Linked DNA regions of Mus musculus: all the other regions are linked to region 3. A link is a contact called in public promoter capture Hi-C and targeted proximity ligation data. All regions are on one chromosome and are shown on one strand. The core of a region is the stretch at or near the end of the contact, and the rest is flanking DNA. Distances in the headings are between cores, read along the strand shown.

The links. Promoter capture Hi-C pulls out the DNA fragments that hold promoters and counts their contacts.
Region 1: a targeted proximity ligation map of thymic regulatory T cells shows a contact between it and region 3, with 10 times the contacts expected there. A contact is called at or near these places in 1 of 39 promoter capture datasets (cranial neural crest), 1 of 484 Hi-C or Micro-C datasets (CD4 T cells) and 3 of 130 datasets of targeted methods (microglia, pancreatic cancer cells and thymic regulatory T cells).
Region 2: a promoter capture Hi-C map of pre-B cells shows a contact between it and region 3, with 2.3 times the contacts expected there. A contact is called at or near these places in 2 of 39 promoter capture datasets (cranial neural crest and pre-B cells), 1 of 130 datasets of targeted methods (pancreatic cancer cells) and 1 of 9 other capture datasets (adipose tissue).
Region 4: a contact with region 3 is called in a promoter capture Hi-C map of liver, with 2.4 times the contacts expected there. A contact is called at or near these places in 6 of 39 promoter capture datasets (fetal liver, hippocampal neurons, liver and 2 more).

The regions. Positions count from the first base shown.
Region 1 is chr19:6,234,398-6,237,097 of GRCm38.p6, reverse strand. It overlaps Ppp2r5b (protein phosphatase 2, regulatory subunit B', beta), which reads left to right and starts at 1,258. Exons shown (of 14, transcript NM_198168.3): 1 at 1,258-1,586; 2 at 1,999-2,465. The coding sequence starts at 2,267.
Region 2 is chr19:6,139,745-6,142,444 of GRCm38.p6, reverse strand. Arl2 (ADP-ribosylation factor-like 2) reads left to right here and starts at 1,308. Exons shown (of 5, transcript NM_019722.3): 1 at 1,308-1,408. The coding sequence starts at 1,344. LOC115489019 (a long non-coding RNA gene) reads right to left here. Exons shown (of 3, transcript XR_003952891.1): 3 at 531-2,700.
Region 3 is chr19:4,624,387-4,627,086 of GRCm38.p6, reverse strand. It overlaps Rce1 (Ras converting CAAX endopeptidase 1), which reads left to right and starts at 1,442. Exons shown (of 8, transcript NM_023131.2): 1 at 1,442-1,654; 2 at 1,792-1,894; 3 at 1,991-2,074; 4 at 2,324-2,402. The coding sequence starts at 1,470. It overlaps Gm960 (predicted gene 960), which reads left to right. Exons shown (of 15, transcript NM_001033447.3): 15 at 897-1,246. The coding sequence ends at 1,246.
Region 4 is chr19:5,662,409-5,665,169 of GRCm38.p6, reverse strand. It overlaps Sipa1 (signal-induced proliferation associated gene 1), which reads left to right and starts at 1,463. Exons shown (of 17, transcript NM_001164480.1): 1 at 1,463-1,566. It overlaps Pcnx3 (pecanex homolog 3), which reads left to right. Exons shown (of 35, transcript NM_144868.3): 35 at 1-535. The coding sequence ends at 117.

The DNA of each region.
Region 1 (2,700 bases), core at 9-2,508, 1.6 Mb before region 3:
AGTAAGGGGGAGGGAAGCCATGTCTGAGCCCTGGAGGTGGGCCAAGTGGTAGTTTAGGGGTTCCTGTTCTGTCTGGCAGGTGAAGAACAGAGCAAAACGGGAAGTGAAGATCTGCTATCTCTGAGCAAAGGGAGTACTGTCTCTGGGTAGCCATCGCTTGATCTGGGTACCCATCCATTGAGGTGCTAGACTCTAGAACAGTGTCCTCGATACAGGCTTTGGCTGTTTGTTGCTCTAAGGTGGGCACTTCTTAGGTAAACAGACTTCTTTTGCAGCACTAAGTGATCACCAGGGTCCATAAATGGGTGGGGCCAAAAAGCACCCCAATTCCCCCAACCTCATTGCTCTCTCTCTCCTGCTGCTCAGCAAGGACCAGTTTGTCACCTAGGTAAAACTTCAGGATAAAGGTCTCACAGTCATTGTAGGGAATAGAGTGTTGGCGACCAGGTACTATGAAGGGAGCCCGGGACTGCAGGCTGGGAACTTTTGGCCAGAATGCCAAACTCTTGGAATACAGCTGAGCCTTTGATACCCAGCAATGGGGTTTTGATCAAGAACTCCCCACTCTCCAAGGCACATCTTGGCACCAGAGGAGCTGGGAGGTACTGTGCCTTAGGATGGGGGCAGCTCCAGGGTAGCACCTTCTGCCCTCCTTGCTTTGGCATCCCAGGGCTGTCCCTTTAAACTACAGACCATGATGTCACCATGGACAGTAAGTGACAGGAGGGGCACTGCAGGCCGGGAGAATGGACTTCATTTCCCAAGAGCCTCTAGTGAACCACACCCCTCCCAGCAGGCGCTAACGCAAACCCGACTGTTAACCCCTCCAACGCCGGATGCAAGGGGTTTTGTAAGTGTCCGGCTTCAATCTGGGCTGAGTATGAGGAGAGAGGATGGCCTGAGGGACAGATGGCTCAGACCAAATTGTGGGCCTGGCACATCATGCTAGGTAGGACTCTGTCTTGCATTAGCAGGTTCCAACACCGAGTCCTTTTCTTTCCCTACACAGTGTCCCTTCCAGAATTCGGGAGTCCAGTTCTGAGCTGGACTCTGCCCCAGTCTGCTTGCAGGTTTTAAAATCCTCAGCTTTTCTCGGAAGTACTGAGTTCCTCCCCTAGCTCCGAGGTTACCCGTAAAGTTCGGTTGCTTCCTTTAAGCAGGGTGGGGACTACATTTCCCAGAGGCCCCGAGTCCTCCCTGACGCAGCCCCCCCTAGCGGAGGGAGGTGCGGGCCGGGAGGGGGGGAGGTGACTTGATGTCATCCTGAGCAGCTGGGCGGCGGGTGCCGGTGCGCAGCGAGCCGGGGCTCCCGCTGCGCTGCACCGCGCTGATCTGAGTCCCGGGATATCTGCCGAGGGTCGCGTGCTGCCGGGGCCCAGCCCAGAGCCCACCGAGTGCCCGACCCCTTTTGGGGCTGAGCTGGGGGCATGCTCCAGCACCCCCAGAGCCTGGGAGCGAACCCAGGAGCGCCGCCGCCCAGCCCCAGCGCCCCGAGCGGCAGAACCACCGCTAAGGACCCTTGAACCGTCGTCTCTTCCACCGAGGCAACCTCTAGGGTCGGCGACCAAAGTCTGGGTTTCTGAGAAGTGAGTGTGTACCCCAATACCACATTGAGGTTTGGAGACCAGGAAGGAGCGGGATATGAGGAGAGATGCTAGGGTCTGAAAGGGGGTGCACGAGAACAGGACCCTCATTTTTTGGGTGAGTGCACTGAGACAGGAGACATTAGTGGAGCTGGAGTCACACTGCTGTAAGGATCTGGGGATGCTAATAGAGTCCCCATCCTGAGTAGTAGCCATAGGCCGTATTTGGGGAGGGGCTACTTTAGAGCTTGGGCCTGGAAGAAGGGAGGGGCATGGTTGCGCCCTTGTTTTGGGGTCTAGCGAGGGAAGGAGGGAAAAGAAGTAAGGGAGCAACTGCACCACGCGGGCTGTCTTTGGAAAGAACCGACCTGCTCTCTGTGTCTCTCCTGCTGACCTTTCTAACCTGACTTCTCAGAAGAGCCAGCGTGGGAACCCTGACTGGAACTCTTCTGGATCCCCAGGAAAGACCTGAGCCATTGCCTTTCTACCTTACCTGCCCCCCCAGGACTGGGCAGTTGCCAGAGGCCCTGGGGGGGTCAGGACTGTGGCCGTGCCTCCCCCACCCCCTGAAACATGCTGGACAGGATGGGTCCCAGTTAGTGTGTGTGGCCTCATTCAACTTACTCCAGACCCACAAGGAGCCCCCTGGGCTCTGAAAGATTGACCCGTGTTGTCCACTGGCCATGGAGACGAAGCTGCCCCCTGCGAGCACCCCCACAAGCCCCTCCTCCCCAGGGCTGTCTCCAGTGCCACCACCAGACAAGGTGGATGGCTTCTCCCGCAGGTCCCTCCGCAGGGCCCGGCCCCGTCGCTCACACAGCTCTTCTCAGTTCCGCTATCAGAGCAACCAGCAAGAGCTCACTCCACTGCCCCTGCTCAAAGGTGAGCTGTTGTTGGTTGCCAGGGTACCCAGAAGGAAGCAAGGTAGGGGAGGACCAAGGGAGAAGCAGAGGTCTGGTAGAGTTTGGATCTCTTTTAGGCTAGGAACTCCACTGGAACTGACCCCCAATCTCCAGGCCTCTGCTGACGCATGGCCTGACTGGCCTGTCATCTCTGGAGGTGGGGCATCTGGAAGTGGTGCCAGGGGCAGGCAAGGGCCAAGGGTGGGGCACACAGC
Region 2 (2,700 bases), core at 59-2,558, 1.5 Mb before region 3:
AAAAAAAAAAAAAAAAAAAAAAAAAAAAAAAAAAAACTTGCTGAGAAAGTCTGATGCTAAATTCCCTGCCTGGAACCCACATAAAAGTGCGACAATCGGGGCTGGAGAGATGGCTCAGCGGTTAAGAGCACTGACTGCTCTTAACCTGAGTTCAAATCTCAGCAACCACACCGGTGGCTCACAACAACCTATAATGAGATCTGATGCCCTCTTCTAAGGGGTCTGAAGACAGCTACAGTGTACTTACATATAAATTAATCTTAAAAAAAAAGTGTGAGAATCAGCTCCACAAAGTTGTCCTCTGATCTCCAGTGGTATGTGCAGACACGCGCGCGCGCACACACACACACACACACACACACATACAGAGTTTACACACAACAATGATGATTGTTTTGAGACAGGGTCTCAGATGTGTAGCCCTTTCTGTCCTCAATATATATACAGACCAGGCTGCCCTCAAACTCACAGAGATCCACTTGTCTATGCCACCCAGGCATTGGAATTAAAGATATGTGCCAACACAACCAGCAAAGAAAAAAAAATTTTTTTTAAAGAACTCTTGTCAAAGTCATTTACTGAAGATAATCTGATTGTACAGCTAGTACATGCCAGCAGCCATGAGGCTAAGCACCAGGTGGGCTTCAGGTTTTTTATCGTTGTTTTTTGAGACAGGCTCTGCCCTGCCAGTTTTATCCTAACAGTTGGGATAGAGCGTCTCAACCTGATAGGGTCCTAGATAGCACTCAATCCTTTGTGCGGGTCTGGTCCCTGCATTGCGGGGAGCTTGGAACTCTAAACAACCCAAGGAGGCCATACTGTCCGCACATTTAGAAATGGCCCCTAGGGGGAGTCATCATCCTCAAGTGAACGCACAGAGCCATTTCCGACAGAGTCCCGGACCAGGACCAACGGTTTTCCGTCACTGGTAAATGAATGGAAGTCACAAGATGCACTGGTGGGAACCGTATTACAGTCCCCGGATGATTCGTCAGCTCTTTGTGGAACCAGATTCCGACTCCTAGCTCAGAATCTCTTCGCGGCTACTCCCTACCCAGACGAGATACTGCTCGAGAAAGTCAGCCTCTGTCTGGCATCCGACCGAGGCCTCGGAGTCGGAAGGCTTAGGGACTTCTCCCTTGTCCCCACCAACCCTCTGCCTTCCCGACAAGGGTTAACGCAGCAGGCTTCAAAGTCGCCGCAGCGCCTCTAGGGGGCGACGCCCTGCACTCCTGTGGTCACGTGACAACGAGGGCGGCCACAAGCGCCAGGCTGGCCAATAGGAGACGGGAGCGGGGTCCCGGGACTAGAAGAAACGGCGGCCGGGAGGGGGCTACGGGATCATGGGGCTTCTGACCATTCTGAAGAAGATGAAGCAGAAAGAGCGAGAGCTGCGGCTGCTCATGCTGTATCCTCCGAGCGCTAGAGCGGTCGCGAGGGTAGCGGGGCCCGCCGGGTGGGCGGAGCCGGGCGTGGGGGGGCGCGGCCGCCGTGGGTACCTATTGCCGGTGGTGCGTCACGCACGCGGCGCTACCACTGCTCGGCGCGGGGCCGGGGAGGGCCGTACCACTCTGCGGGGTGGGGGTTGGCGTGCAGAAGGCAGCCCGGTGGTCTCAAGGCCCGGCCTAGACTTGGGACTCCAGTATCACTGCGAGGCGCGACGCAGTGGTGGTGACTCGGACGTCACGCTGCCTCGGGCTGGCCCGAGCGTGGGCCCTGCTCCTCCCTGGCGCTGACCCCCTCCCCTTCATCTACGGGTGTAGGCCTTGGCGCTTCCCTTAGGGTCGGAATCCCAGGGTCTCGAGGACCGCCTAGGCTCCTGCGAGTAGGCGTGGACTCGGTTGGCCACAGGTCCCGCTGTCACTTAAGGCCACCAGCGACCTTTCACCGCATTAACTGGCACCTGCATCACCCGTCTTGCACTGTGCCGGGCCACCTAGGCATCTGCGATCCACAAAGTAGCAGAGGGAGAAAAGGAAATTTAATGTGCACGTAGAACTTTACCACTCGTGCGTGTTTTAGACAATTCTGAGAAAGACACTCATTAGATGACCTCCAAGCACCTATGTTAGGGAATTCGGTAAAACAGGGAAGCGAAAAAGGCTTCATTTCAGATATTCTGTGATGAAAGGGGAGAAAAAATTGATAAAGCAAGTAAGATATGTAGTGTAGGATGAGAAGAATAGAGTCCACAAGGAGGTAGAGAGAGCTGGGAAAACGTAAGCAGAGGACCTGCAAGTGCGAAGGCCCTGGAGGAGGATAAGACAGGCATGTTCAAGAAAGGTTGAGAAGGAAAGAGCTGGAGAGAGGGAGAGCCCATGGGCTGGGGCCATTTAGGCAGCTGGACTATGAAGGGAGCACAGGATGGTGGCTTAGACCATGGTGGTAGTAGGAGAGTATTATGACTTGCTGCTGAATGGGAGAAGACAATGAGGGAGATGTAGCCAAGCATGAACTGGTCTCTGGCCAGAGTGTTCAGAAGGACAAGGAGCCACTTGCTGAGATGAGAGACGCATGTCCCTGGGAAGACACCAACCCTGACTGTTGGGCAGGTAGGTAGCAGCCATCAGCCTAGAAACGATCATGGGATGGCCCAGCTGGGGAGTGCTGAGACCCAGGTGTAGACGCTTGTGTGAAGTCAGATGAGGGTAACAGGATGGGGTCTGGGAGAGGGCCAAGGAAAGAGCAGCAGCGCCCGGA
Region 3 (2,700 bases), core at 193-2,692:
CGATCCCATTCCACTTTAGCCATGCTGCTGCCACCTGGGATTTGGCCGCCTTCCACAGTGATTGAGGGACTTGGAGTAGCAACCGCATGCATTCCTACTTTAAAGCTACTCAATAGGACTTGTGCGTTGTACTTAGTATGTGCACATTAGCCTTTCCAGAGAAACGTGCATTCATTGACTCAGGAGGAATCAGCCAAGGCAAGACTCTGTAAATCTGCACCTGCGAGGCTGGGGATGTAGCTCAGTGTCAGAGTTGGTTTGCTTGTCAATACCGAGTTTGATCCTCCTCTGTGTTTGTTCTTCCAAAACTGGATCTACTACGGATTAGTGATGGTGGTTCCCAACCTTCCTGACGCTGCCACCTTTTAATACAGTGCCTCGTGCTGTGGTGATCCCCAACCATACAGTTATCTTCAGTGTTACTAATTAACTGTCATTTTGCCACTGTTATGCACCACAGTGTAAGTATCTGATGTGCGACCCGCAGGTTGAGAACCGCTGAGCTAAAGCATGTTCACGAGTGTCTAATTCCAGCACTTGGGTGTTAGAAGCAAGATGATCACTTTAAGGCTAGCCTGGGTTTCAAGAGAGTCTGTCTGAACATCAACAACAAAAAGCTGCCTCTGTAGTAACTGCCTAGAACAATACCAGAGAGAGATTGAGTTGCTTATTGCCCGAAGCAAAGCTTAGGTTCAGAGAGGAACTTGAAATGCATATCACCTAGTTTGGGCGGAAAGTTAGATGTCGCCTATCATGGGAGGTCAGGTACTGAAATGTTTTCATCCGGAAAGGTGGAGCGGGAGAGTTAATTTAGAACGATACCCCTGCCCCAACAATCTCTGTAGCATTGGCACAAATCTTCGGGAGTAAGATGAAATGGGCTTGTTCTCTCCTAGAATCCATCGGGCAAGCAGAAAACAAGAGGCCCAAGAGGGGCAGCCCCAACCATGGCAGGGAAGAATCGCGAGTTCTGGGCTCAGCAAGAGACCGGAGCCCGCCAAAATCCGCCACGCGCGACCGCGAGCTCACCGAGGTCTCCCTCACTGCTAGAGGATCGCAGACCCAAGCGGCCCACGGCAGGGCCCAGGCGGCAGAGGCAGCTAGCCCTGCGGGCGGCCTGGAGGTACCGCAGCGAGAGCAGGGCGGGTGCGGGCCTGAGCTACCACCGCCGGGTCCTCACCACCGCCTCCTCTGCTCCCGCAGGACTTGTGGCTACAGGAGGTATCCAATCTGTCCGAGTGGCTGAATCCGGGACACAGGTCCTAAGCATTCTCTCTGAGACGCCCAGCAAGCCAAGGAAGCCCGGGACACGTGTGTCACAACTTCTGTATTTCAATAAAGCCGTTCCAAGCACAAAGTATCAACTATCGTGCAAGGGGAGGGGCGCCCGGGGGACCCGACAACTCGCGCCGCCGCCTGACGTCACCTACGCCGTCGCGTCACTGCCGCGCGCCACGGGTCCGGGCGTGATGGCGGCGCTGGGCGGGGACGGGCTGCGTTTACTGTCGGTATCGCGGCCAGAGCGGCAGCCCGAGTCAGCCGCGCTGAGCGGCCCGGGCTCGGGGCTGTGCTGCTGGGTGTCTGTGTTCTCCTGCTTCAGCCTCGCCTGCTCCTACGTGGGCAGCCTCTACGTGTGGAAGAGCGAGCTGCCCAGGTGCGGGGGATGCGCGCGCGGCCGGGATCTGCGCCCTCGTGGGGCGGGGCTGCGGGCGGAGCTTGGGCCGGACGGGGGTGGGGCCGCGTTGGCGTGGTTGCTGCAGGCCCCCCGGAACTTACTGTCCCTTTTCCTAGGGACCACCCCGCTGTTATCAAGCGGCGTTCCACCAGTGTCCTGGTAGTGTCCAGCTTGTCCCCTCTTTGCGTGCTGCTCTGGAGGGAACTCACTGGCATCCAGGTGCGAAGGAGGTGGGTGGGGCACAGGGCAGCTAGGGGAAGAATCTAGAATTTTGTGGGAGGGAACATCACTAACGCCCCCTTTCCTGTGGCTCAGCCAGGCACATCACTGCTTACCTTGATGGGCTTCAGGCTGGAGGGCATTTTCCCAGCAGCGCTGCTGCCCCTGCTGCTAACTATGGTGAGTCCTGCTTTATTTTTCCAACTCTGTTGTCACTAGTGTAATGACGTGCCCTGCTTGGGTACAGCTTTTGGCAGATGGAAGACAGGAATTATGATGTGGCCCCCTAAGCTTCTGGTGTACATGGCTGGGAAACCCTAGAACTCAGGAAACCTGAGGTCTGGTGAGGCTGACCAAGGGCATAGGTGTGGGCAAGGTCATTGGATTGTGGTAAAAGGCTTTCATTTTATGTTTGCCCCCCCCCCCCAGATCCTTTTCCTGGGTCCACTGATGCAGCTCTCTATGGATTGCCCTTGTGACCTGACAGATGGGCTGAAGGTTGTCCTGGGTGAGTCTTCAAGACTGAGGAAAAGGTAGGCACAGGCAGTCCAGAACACTGGGGAAAGGAGTCAGTGAGATGGTGTGATCTGGACTGAAGAGGTGAGATGTCACCTCTCAGCGTGTGTTTCCACATCAGTAAAATGGATTACATTGCTGAGTACCCTGTAAGTGTGATACTCAAGGAGGCCTGTCTGGACCACAAACAGCACTTGATATGGGCCAGACAGCATCTTCCCCTGCTCTCTCATCATTTGGCTTCCCCAAAGATTGGCCTTGGTAAAATTTGGGTGCCTCTGGAATTTTCT
Region 4 (2,761 bases), core at 214-2,713, 1.0 Mb before region 3:
TTGGACAGCAGTATTCCTGAGGGTTGCACACCCTCCGGTGCCCCAGGTGACTGGCCTGTCCCTGCTGAGGAACGCGAGAGCCCGGCTGCCCAGCCCTTGCTGGAGCATCAGTACTGAGGAGTCAGCCTGGCCTCTGCTGGATCGCATCCCGGGACTCAGTAACTCGGACTCTGCTGGACTACAGAACTGATTGGCTTTGGCTCTGGTGTCTGCACCCTGATATCTGGCTACTTCAGTGTCACAACTCAGTGACCTAGACTTCTCTCCCTGATCCGTGGCCTGGATCCCAAACTGAGGCAGCAGCCTCCTAGCCAGGCCCTAAGAGCCAAACCCATGGGCTGGTCCCTCATTGGAGCCCATGGCCAGGACTGACTTTGCCTCTGGGGCCTGCACTGCCCCCAAGGCTGGCCTCCTTAGCCTGGACCTGGGGCCCGATATGTGGCAAGGGTGGGTTCATTCGTTCTTTTGTCATTTTTCTTTCTTTTTTTTTCTGTGCTTCAGAGACACCAAATTAATAACACTATTTTTGATTTTGGTTGGCAGTTTTATTTTCTGTGGGACGAGGTGAGGTTGGTAGAGGTGCCGGAGGCAGGGAGGCTGAAGTCAGAAGAGTGTGAGGGATAAGGGGTCAGACTGCTGGGCTCCAGGCAGACATGAGGTGGGATGGGCTGCCTTCCTCACCTGCCTCTGCCTTTCTTTTTTTTTTTTTTTTTTTAATGGTTTAAGAGCTTTATTATAGAAATGCAGGGGGGAAGAGAAAAGGTAGAGAGAGAGAGTGTGTGGGGACGGGGAAGGCTAGAGAAGAAGAAAGAGAAAGGAGAGAAAAGACAAAGGGAAGAGGAGAAAGAAGTGAGAGGATAAAGGAGAGAGCTGAGCCTCTGCTTTTCAAGCAGTCCTCTATGCCCAGGTGGCTCACACATCCATCAGCCTTGATCTTGATCAAAGACTGCTCAACCTCATTTGTTCCAAGCTTAAAGAAAATAACAGGTGAATAGAAAGGATTCTATTTCGTTTTTGAGACAGGGGCTTACTATGTACTCCCTATGTACATCAGGCTGGCCTTGACCTCAGATCCACCTGCCTCTGCCTTCAGAGTGCTGGATTTAATGGTGTTCGCCATTGCATAAATGGTAGCCTGTGTAGATCAGTTATCTAGCTTGGCCCAGCCCTTAAAGAGTGAAATAGTTTCTGGCCCTAATACCTGCTGTCTGCTGAGCCACAGCAGGACACTAAGTGGCCTCTAGCGCTCCAATTGGTCTGGAAGGCAGGTACATTTGTTCCCATTTCTCGGTGAAGTCACTGACTGGGCTAGGACCGGGAGTTAAAAGAGCAGCTGAAGGCTGGGACAGAGAACTTCAGGCTGTCCGGGGCTGCCTAGGTTCCTGTCGGAGGTCCCCACCCACTGTGCTTCCCGCCTTAGACAGCTCCCGGGTAGTCCCGCCCCTCCACTACGTACCGCCTCCATCCTGGCCCCGCCCCCAGGCGGAGCGGAGGCGCCGGGAGCGGTGTGAGCAGGCAGCGGGACCTTGGTGCGGAAGGCAGCGGTGGCCAGCTTGAGCCCGAGAGGTACTGGCGGGATCAGGGATCGGGAGGCACCAGGTTCGGGCTGGATACCCAACAAAGTAGCCTGGACGTGAACCCTTGTAGTGTGGGGAGGAACGGGACTATTGGCTGCTTTCGCTACACGTACCCCACCCAACCTCCTGCCCCAGTCCAGCCCCGAGTCAGCACGTCCAGTGTTCTGTCTCCTGCTGGCAGCTCCCACTCCCTCCTCTGCATGAGCAGATTCAGAGCTCCACTGAGTGGATTCATTGGTTCTGGACTTTTCTCAGCAATGCTGGCAGCTGCTCCTGCTGCTGAGTGTGTGGGGCTCCCCCTATTCTGGGGCTCCCCTTTTCCCAGTGTGACCTCTTTCCCAGCCTTTGCAATCCTGAGTCTGGCCTGGGAGGAAACATCTGCAGCACTCCCTGGCAACAGAAATAGGGTCACGACCTCCAGATGTGCTGGGAAGCATCCAGCGCCTCCTCCTGGGGCAGCCAGGCCTTCCGGATCTGTGGGGGCGGGGCACCCCCCTTTTCCCCCCTCAGTGACACAGGCTGCAAGGAATGTCCTGGCCTCAATGGACCTTGTGTGAAGATGAGGGGTGGGGGGCAGAGCCCAAGTACACCCCTTAAGGCAGGGCCAGAACAAGAGGGAGCTCCTGGACTGGGCTGCACACATTCCCAGGGCTCCTCCCGGCACTGCGGCCTCAGTCTGTGCCCACAGCTTGGTCTATGGACCTGGGGCCTGCACAGTTCACACACGGACATAGTTGGCTTCACCTTTCAGTTTCCAAGGAGTCTTCAAAGAACTCATGAAGTGCAGCATCAGAGCTTATCCTAGAAGACAGACAGACAGACAGGAAGACCCTGAGGAGGTCTGCTCTTGTTTGGTTCTGGAGACCCAGCTGAGGGGCACCGTGGAGCTGCTCCCTGTCCCCTCCCAGCCTGGCCCCCTTGATGCCACTGGATGATGCAAAAAAAAGTACTAATGGAGGCCTGCCCCTGCCCCAGCTGTTGGCTCCATTCCTAGCTCACGCCGAGGTAGGCTCGGCCTTCTCACACCTTTTGCACCTGCCTAGTGTAGCTTCACCACATTTCCGCACTTAGTAGGTCCCTGGGGCCTTGGGTGTTTCAGCCTTACATCCTGTGAGACCTTGAGCCTCTCCCGTCTCCCCTCACAAGGCTGCCTTACTCCTACGCACACGGGCAGAGTAGGCAGG